Linked DNA regions of Danio rerio: region 2 is linked to region 1. A link is a contact called in public HiChIP or PLAC-seq data. All regions are on one chromosome and are shown on one strand. Each heading gives the region's core, a stretch centred on a gene start, on an enhancer-like site or on the middle of the called end of the contact. The rest is flanking DNA. Distances are from core to core; before and after follow the strand shown.

Evidence for each region. HiChIP or PLAC-seq counts read pairs in DNA pulled down with a chosen protein or histone mark.
Region 2: a contact with region 1 is called in an H3K4me3 HiChIP or PLAC-seq map of embryo, with 2.8 times the contacts expected there. The contact joins the promoter of ptprna here to the promoter of tmem198aa in region 1. A contact is called at or near these places in 2 of 4 datasets of contacts at active chromatin or transcription factors (embryo and gastrula embryo).

What each region holds. Positions count from the first base shown.
Region 1 is chr9:7,529,809-7,534,439 of GRCz12tu, forward strand. tmem198aa (transmembrane protein 198aa) reads left to right here and starts at 2,073. Exons shown (of 5, transcript XM_686856.10): 1 at 2,073-2,375.
Region 2 is chr9:7,623,133-7,627,763 of GRCz12tu, forward strand. It overlaps ptprna (protein tyrosine phosphatase receptor type Na), which reads left to right and starts at 2,673. Exons shown (of 23, transcript NM_001130588.2): 1 at 2,673-2,984. The coding sequence starts at 2,909. LOC141376068 (a long non-coding RNA gene) reads left to right here. Exons shown (of 3, transcript XR_012385157.1): 3 at 811-2,354.

The DNA of each region.
Region 1 (4,631 bases), core at 823-3,322:
AATTGTATACATGAAGATCGCTAAAACTGAAGTGTAAAAATAGTTTGAAAGCAAATTACACCTAAAGAAGATGGCCTTAATGCTTTTTTATTTTTATTAATTCTAACTTTGAATATTAGAAGGTTCTTAATGAATAGGGCATAGGGGGGATAAGTGGCAATAGAACACAGCTAGGAACTGTTTTTGACTACAGCTCCAGAGCTGTAGTTGCGAGTGCTTGAGTTTGCTACGCAGTTTGCGAATGTTCGTTGAATCGACGGATTTGGGAAACGGCAAATTAACAAACTATGCTTGTAATGACAGTCCTTGCGACCTTAGTTGGCTAACGATGTTTTTGGGAAACACACCCCATAGTGAACAGTGCAACAGTGCAACTCTTTTTAGCAACAGTGTACAATCTGTAATTCAAACACCTCTGAAAAAAATTATGCCAAAAGTTATAAATCAATCATAAATCATTGCTCATACAGCATTAAAATGAATCCTAAAATGTTTCTTCATCTATTAAAGATTTTAAAAGCTACACCAATTTATAACACTTCAAACTGTAGTCTCTGTGTGCTGCTAAAACAGGGATTTATGGCTCGAAAACAGAATCTTTTTAAAGAAAATGGTCTAAAAATATGGAAGCTTTTCAATTTTTATTATTTTTTTGTATCAAGCTAAACATAAACAAAATGGTACAAACAATATTAAATACCGTCATCTCAAGGTTGAGTAATGAAATAGGCAAACATAATATGCGGCTCAAGGATAAAAAAAAGAACAGTTTTAAAATAAATTGCAATGAAACAAAAATTATATTAAAATAAAAATAATATACAGGCTTTGAAAATTTAATTTAATTATAAAAGTCCGGAAAATACATAAGCTTAAGGGCTTTTTTTTCCATTCACCAATTTTACAGATTTGCAAAGAAGTTTTACCTCATTCATCCACGGATTAAATTTAGGAGTAGATTTGGACCATCTGCATTTGTCAATAAAGAATTTTCCAAAACATAATAGAACATTGACAGCAAAATGAAAGCCTTTGTTTTCAAGTAAGATACCAAACTTAGCAGTCTTTACAGTGAGTGGAGGGAAATGTAACACGTCTGTACCTCTGACTGAAAGGGAAACATCATGTCACAATGATAAAAAAACATGTTCCAAACTCTCCATCTCTTTTTCACAAAAAAAAAAAAATAAAAAATAAAATAAAATAAAAAAAAAACCACAATCATTCACATCAAAATTAAATTTTAATCTTGAAAAAATCTTTGGTAGGATAGATCTCATATAATATTTTAAAGCTTACCTCCATAACTTTAGGAGTAAGAGGAAAAGACAAATATTTTTTCCTTACTCTTTTAAGTTCAACATTGTAAAAATCCTTAAACAGGAATTCTCTTCTAATTAGATTTGGAAATTGTGACTGTAAAATGAAGTTCTTGATGATTTTGTCAGAGCATTTGCTATCACAGAAAGCATAACCATTGACAGACAGTTGCCTCAGTTTTGGAGAAGTTCTGGAATATATAATTAAAGCCTATTTCAATTGAAAGTTACAGACACAAATTAATAAAGAAACATTTAAAAATGTGTCCAGTGCATTGAAACCAAAAACAACAAAGAACATTTAAAAGGCTTTTAAAAGCCAAAAAGCCCAAGATCTCAAAAATCTGGTCATGGTGCATGAGAAATCACAAGGAAGAAATACTGAACAATGCTGGAAACTTTCAATGACTTCCATAGTATTTTTTGTTTCTTTGGTTGCTGGCTTCCAACATTATTCAGTATTACTTTGTCTTCGACAGAATTTCATAAAAGTTAAGAGCCACTTGAGTGTAAATCGTGAGGAAATTTTCATTTTTGGGAGAACCATCTATCCCTTTAAACCATGCATTTCTGTACCACAAAGAGATTAAAACCCAATGTCTTTCAAGCCTTCATGCATGTTATGTCCAAGTTTAAAAAGCTAACACTGAATGGGGCGCTTCATTCACGGAGGCCCCTTTGTGCGCCTCCCCCCGCTCTCGGCGAATGGTTCACTCCGAAGACACGGAGCATGTGAATCAAAATGAAAACACTGAGTGCCATCAGATACACACTAGGAAGAAAGGAAAACCGGAGGGATGCGAAAAAGCCAGGGTTATCATGATATCGAATCAATATGAAAGCATCTGGACCCGTTTTAACCATTTAAGTGAACCGGTTTCACGCTGTAGGCTCAACATCGTGACACACTAACGTTAGTTGTCTTGTTATTAGATCACAGACTGGATTCTGAATGCTTCGGAATGAGGGAAAACATTGTCACAAAAGGATGCTAAAACTGAATTATCAGTGCTTGCTGTAAGCAAATAAACCCTCTGCTGTCGAGCTGTCACGGCGGTAAGTTATGTGATTTTTTTCATCATGTAACGTTAAGTTCTTTATAAGCCTGATTTTAAACTGTTGTTTTAACCAAAGTAGTTTGTAAACCCTTTCATTTCATAAAAATATTCTGCATGTATTTTTGGTATCACTAACCCTTATACGGTTATATGTTGGAGGGTTTGTGCAGTCCTTTGTCCAGTGTGGTAAACGTTACTTACAACGTACATGACGAATTACCATGCTATACTGTAGTAAGGCTATCTCACAAGGGGAAAAGTGCTTTTAAGTAGGTTGTCTCGAATTTCAAATCTCATTCATATGTACACCAGATGATGGTTTTTTGGCAGCGTATTCGCTGTCGTTGAGCCATTGTTCAGCCCATTGTGTGGCTCTTTTGTTTCTCGCGCTGTGTACATTAAGCCGTATAGGGTTGTTTTTCTTCTATGGTGTGCATCTTAGCTGAGCTCCGTGTCACGACAGCAGCAACAAGCTGCCAGTACAATATGTACCGTTACATCCCTTGGTGGTGTAAAAAATATTGCCAACATTTCTGTCGTTGTCCGCCGTGAAAACAAGCGGGATTGATCGCGAGCTCGATAGCTGGAAGAAGTCACGTGTTCATCACGACAGAACTCGCTTATTGTTTTGTTATCTGTCAATGTTATCCTGTATAAACTCTAATAAATATTTCTACATAGGCAGATAAATATGGTTTACATCATTATGTTATTAATAGTTACATTATGTTATATTTAACAGGGGTGCTTAAAGGTGTCTATATATATTTCAGGATCGTTTTCTTTTGTTTACTTCTTTACTTGAGTCATCTGAGGTATAATCATGGTGGTTTTAAGTTGTAATGAAATTTTACAAGGTTAATTTAGTTTTTTTTACTGATTTGCATAATTTGAATAAAAAAAAACAAGTTTTAAACTTAATTGCAGTCATTTTCAAGTCAGGATTAATATAATTTGAAAATGTTTCTACCATAGAATTTTAAGTTAAATATGTCCATACTTTTAGCAGCTATAGCCTATGGGACTCCTGCTCTCTGAAATTGCCCTCTTGGTTTAGAGACTTCACTGAATACAGGGTTTATGTACTGGTGTTGAAAAAAGTCCACATTCACAGTTCAGACCTGATCTATTTCTGCCTGATACAGTACAATTTTTAGGGCAAACATTTTTGAAAGAATCTATGTCTGACACCTTTTACATTTAAGGCATAATTCAGACAAAAAAATAATTTCTGGCTTATTCAACCTTGACTTGTTCCAAAGCAGTTTGAGGTTTTGTTTATTTTTTTTTTAAAGAAAATTTATGGAAAACCAACCATTGACAACCATATTTAAAAAAAAATCAACAACACTATGAATGTTACCGGTAGGACGGTTTGATTTGTAGAAAATATCTAATTGCGATTTAATTTTTTTTATTTTTTGACAGATATTTTGATTTGATTTGCAATTTAATTTTGTAGTCAAGCTTCAGCTCAATAGTCTGTATTATAGCTTTTTACTGCTAAAATGCAGTGAGTGTTAATACAAAAAAGCAACTGAAAAGATATGGACTTACACATTTATTAAAATTTATTTTTAAAAATTCAGAAATAAAGCACTCATTTTTCTCTAGAGCAAACAGTAAGCACAAATAAAATGGCCTTACCTTTCTGTAAACAACTTCAATTAGGTAGATAGTGTAGCTTATTATTTACATTTACATTTAGTCATTTCGCAGACACTTTTCTCCAAAGCGACTTACAAATGAGGACAAGGAAGCAATTTACACAACTATAAGAGCAACAATGAATAAGTGCTGTAGGCAAGTTTCAGGTCTGTAAAGTCTAAGAAGGAAAGTATTAGTAGTATTAGTATTTATTTTTTTTGGTACAGTTAGTGTGATATTCAGAGATATTATATAAACAATAATCTAATAATTATAAAAATACAGAACACTCAGCAATCTAACATGGATAAAACAACTATGAAATTGTACTTTGCTGTTGCTTACTACTACATTGAGTGTCATGGCAATACTTTTAGTTGACTTTTTAGCAAGACAGTCATCACTCTATTGTGCTCACTCAAATGGCTAGTAAGACTATCACACACAGACGACAGTCAAGCATTTGCTTTGGGCAGGGAAAATTAATTAAATAATCCAAATGTATTTCAACCTCGTGTTTAGATATTCGCAACATTTCAAATCTCGATTGCGATTCTATTTCAATTAATCACACATCCCTAGTTAATGGTTTCCAGCATTCATGAAA
Region 2 (4,631 bases), core at 1,423-3,922, 94 kb after region 1:
ACAACAAAAGAAAATATTTAGAAAAAAAAAAAAAAAAAACATGATGAAAACCTGAAACCATCAACTTGCATTATGTTTGTTTTCAATGGTCAGAGGCTTCTAACATTTTTCAAAATAAGTGCTCAACAGAAACTCCACACAATTCATCCATGTTGTCCCAAGACAAATCAATTAAGTGGACTGAAGTTATTAAAAAAATAATTTCAGCTCATTCTAAATATATATATATATATATATATATATATATATATATATATATATATATATATATATATATATATATATATATATATATATATATGAGGTAAGTATTTTTTTGTGTGTATAAATGTATACTTAGTTTTGTATACTCATTTTTTTACTTATTGCACTACTTGTGGCCTACACACACTTGCATTTAGCAAATACAAAGTTGTCAAACAAATCTACTGTACTGTATGCCAAAACATTTTACAACACAAAGGATTTTCTTATTTTATATTAGCACTTCAACTTAATCTTATTTTCATAATGGTAAGTATTTTGAAATTATGCAAAAAATCGTATTAGTTTGGTCATTATTTTGTAATGCAGTCTAGTTGCAAAGCCATGTTCATAAATTAAATCTTACGCTGTCTAGCCTAAATGCTGCAGGGTGTAGTACTGCACTGTCAATGTCAGTACGGCAGGTGGCACCACAGCTCAGTTTAACAATCATAAGAAACTCCTTACAAATATGACGTGTTTGTGTTACTGTCTCAAGAGGAGGCAGATTATGGTGACGTATAAATGATGACTGTCTCTGACATTGTTTTGTTTTTTCCATCACAGTGGTTTCCTCTGCCCTAGATGGAGTGACACGAAGACAATTCATGAAGAACACAAAGGAAATTCTCATATTTGTCAACTGTCTAAAAGACGTTTATATCACGTTTTAAAACAACAACAACAACAACAACAACAACAAAGACAGAAACGCCATATGAAGCAGTATTTCATTTCCACTGCACAACATTATTACCATTCGAGAAAAAAATAAGTTATACAGTCTATGCAGGAGTTTTAACATTCGTTAAAAAATCTTATATTCATTTTTACACGTTTGCACGCAGCCCTTCCAGCCGCAATCTATCTCTGAGAAACATCCACACTCATTCACACACACACTCATACACTACGGACAATTTAACCTACCCAATTCACCTGTACCGCTGCCGCATGTCTTTAGACTGTGGAGGAAACCCACACGAACACAGGGAGAACATGCAAACTCCAAATAGAAACGCCAACTGACCCAGCCGAGGCTCAAACCAGCGACCAAGACCTTCTTGCTGTGAGGCGACACCACTGCCTGCTGCGCTACTGCGTCGCCGTTAAAAATCTCACTTTTTTACAATTTTATTTCTCTTATCCCCAACTATCTGTTATTTTTTAAAACCATTTTGTTTGAGACCTGAAAAGACTTGCAAATCAGGGGAAAGAGTATTTATAAAACTGAAAACTGCGGCTGAAGTGACTCACAATTACTCTAAATTACTCTAAATTAAACTCTTATTACCTCGACAACTATACACTGTTACCAATTTCCTGCAAAATCTACACACTGTAAAAAAATCCTTGTTGCCTTAAATTTTTAAGCTGAATCAAATTAACCTGATATGTCCATTGAACTTATATTAAGTTATACTGACTTAAAACAGCTTGCGTGACTCATACAATTAAGTTAGAACATGATTAACTTAGTTAAATATGTTACAATGACCTGAAAACACATGCTGTCAGGACTAATTGATCATATCATTTTTTACAGTGCGGTAACGTACTGGCAGCAATTTGCCGGTAAGTTACTGTAAATCAGCAAAAATACGGTATTTACATTTACAGCAACATTCACCTTGCTGTATATTTACAGTATTGTATATATTTACTGTAAAATATACAGTAATTTACACAATGCAATTTTAAAATCCAGTACTGCATAACTGTCCAGCAGTTAAACACAGTTCATATTAACGTTCACTTCGCCAGTGACTTACTGTAAATCCGTTACAGTAAAAATGCTGTATTTACATTTTCAGCACCATTTACCTTGCTGTGAATGTAGTTACAGTATTGTATATCTTTATGTGAAGCAGTCGTTTTCACAATGCAACTTTAAATATACAGTACTGCATAACTACAGTAAAAACTGTTCATATTACAGTTAAATACTGTGTAATTTATAATAATAATTAACAGTGTAGAATAACCACAACTGACTAATTCAAGCAGGTTACTTTACATGCTTCAAAAAAATTACTATTTGTTCATAAAGGCTTTACAGCATGTTATATGGTTCAAATAAATGGACATTTATTTGAGATGGATTGGTCTTTAAAGAAAATGTGTTACCCATCCTTTCCTCAGTGATATGTGATGTCATTTTCTCCACAGTCTCTTCCTGGAAGGAGGAAATTATTGACAACAGAAGGATTTTATCAACATCTGCAGTGACCGAAAATAACAGACACACACACATTCTTTCATCTCACAGGCAAAGAAAGCAGCAGTTTTATGTATATAGTCTCTAAACTTCCTTTAATTCCGTATGCATGCATGAAAAGCTCTTCACAAATCCCCTGCCTGGTCCCCCTATGACGTAATTGCGGGTCCCCGTCACACAGATAAGGGGAAGATCGTGATTCCCGCTCCAGATCCGCACCGGAAATTCTGTCCATTCGTACACGTCTCCCAGTGTGTGTGTGTGTGTTTATTACTGCCTAAAACGAAAGCCTACAGTTAATTTGTCTTACCTGACGTGTCCGTCACTTGTGCTACACGAGCTTTTAGCACAAGCCTGCGGCACCGACAGACAAAATGTGGATTTAAGTTGTTGACGGAGGGCGATAAAACAACGCGCGCCGACTTCACTCCCGTGGATAGAGTTAATATGATGCATCCACGAGTATGGAGAGCCCTGTTTTTGATCTCTGTCTTCTGTCAGCTTGGGATGACAGGCAAATACGGTAGGTGTTAATGTGGAGAGAAGGAAAAAGTCTTATTATCAATGGAATCTGTTGCATTGTGCACGGACACGGTGTGTTTTTAAGGCCTATGACAACGATAGGAGCACATTTACTAGCTATAATATTGCAAACGCCTCTAATCAAAGCAAGTGTTTAGCTTTGTGTGGTGAAAATCTCATTTACTTGTAATGTAGGCTAATCTGTATTTTTTTAAATCAATTTTGACAATATTAGCATATTGTGTTTGACACTCATTGACTTCAGCTAATATTCTGAACACCCAAAACATGCATCAAAAAGAGTGTTTAATGTTCAAGCCGAGCTGTTTTCATCTGTGTCACGCAACTGGTGGAAATGGACAGTATGTAGACGAGGAGTCGTTGAGTGAAGAGCAGCGTTTCAGCACCATGGAGAGGGGCAATGCTCATTTAGTTTATTTTGGAAGCATCTAGACACTTTATCTGCTCGGTAACCTGTGTATGAATCACACAATACATATCATCCAGGCATTATTTATTTAATAAAAATACTCTACTCTCTCCCGTCTCTGGTCCGACCAATCAAAACGACTCTTCTCTGTATCCTTGGCGACACTGAAGGAGTGACCCATTTGCAAATTTGTTTTCTGGAATATGTTGTCGTCTAATTATTCTTAAATATATCGCCTATATCATCTTTAGTTCTCAAATAACAGTCTCTGTGGTACATTTGCACGGTTTGTGGGAGATTTGTTTGTTTGTTTACGGTTTTTAGCTATTTCATTTATTCGTGCGTTGTTCACGTTGTTTACAATGGACATTTATGAATGGTGGAGCTCAGCGGTTAAATATTAGCTGCCCTTAAAATCCGCCATCAAAAACTGCTCAGTTTGTGCTGTTTGCTTTTAAATTTTACTCCCTGAAAAATAAAACATATAGATATGTTTATGGGTATTTAATTTTCTGGTAATTTTGTTATGTATTTATTCATATTTTGCTTGAGTACAGACATTTATTTTACAAATTCACAAGTTCTGCAGGCTTTGCACGTAGGAGTTTGTCATTCGTTTAAAACGACAATGACAATCTCTCATCCCCCACCTTTCAGTTTTTCCCCTTTAAATCCAGTCATATCAAAATTATTATTAATTATTATCTTACTTTGTTTTGTTTGAGACCTGCAAATGTCTGCAAAGCAGATGAAAGGGTGTTCGATTATATATAATAAAATATCTGAAAATTGCGTCTGACATATGACTCATAATAACTCTAAACCTAGAGGTTGTAGTACACTGAAAAGCAAACAATACAGCGGTTATTCCTTTTAAAATTGAGTGTAGCCTATGATTAACCTTACATTTGACTATTTTACTGTAATCTGTGCAGACCCTCAGTATTTTGTGTAAACATATTGCTTATGAAGGGCAATAGGTGGCTTAGTGGTTAGCACTCACATCAAGTAGGGCGCTGATTCCAGTGTAGCACCTCTGTGTGGGGTTTGCATGTTCTCCCAATGTTGGGTTTTCTCCATGCGCTCTCGTTTCCCCCACAGTTTAAAGACATACGCTATAGGTGAATTGAATAAACTAAATTATACATAGTGCACATAGAGTATAAACGAGAGTGTATGGGTGGTTCTCAGTACTGGGTTGCAGCTGGAAGGGCATCC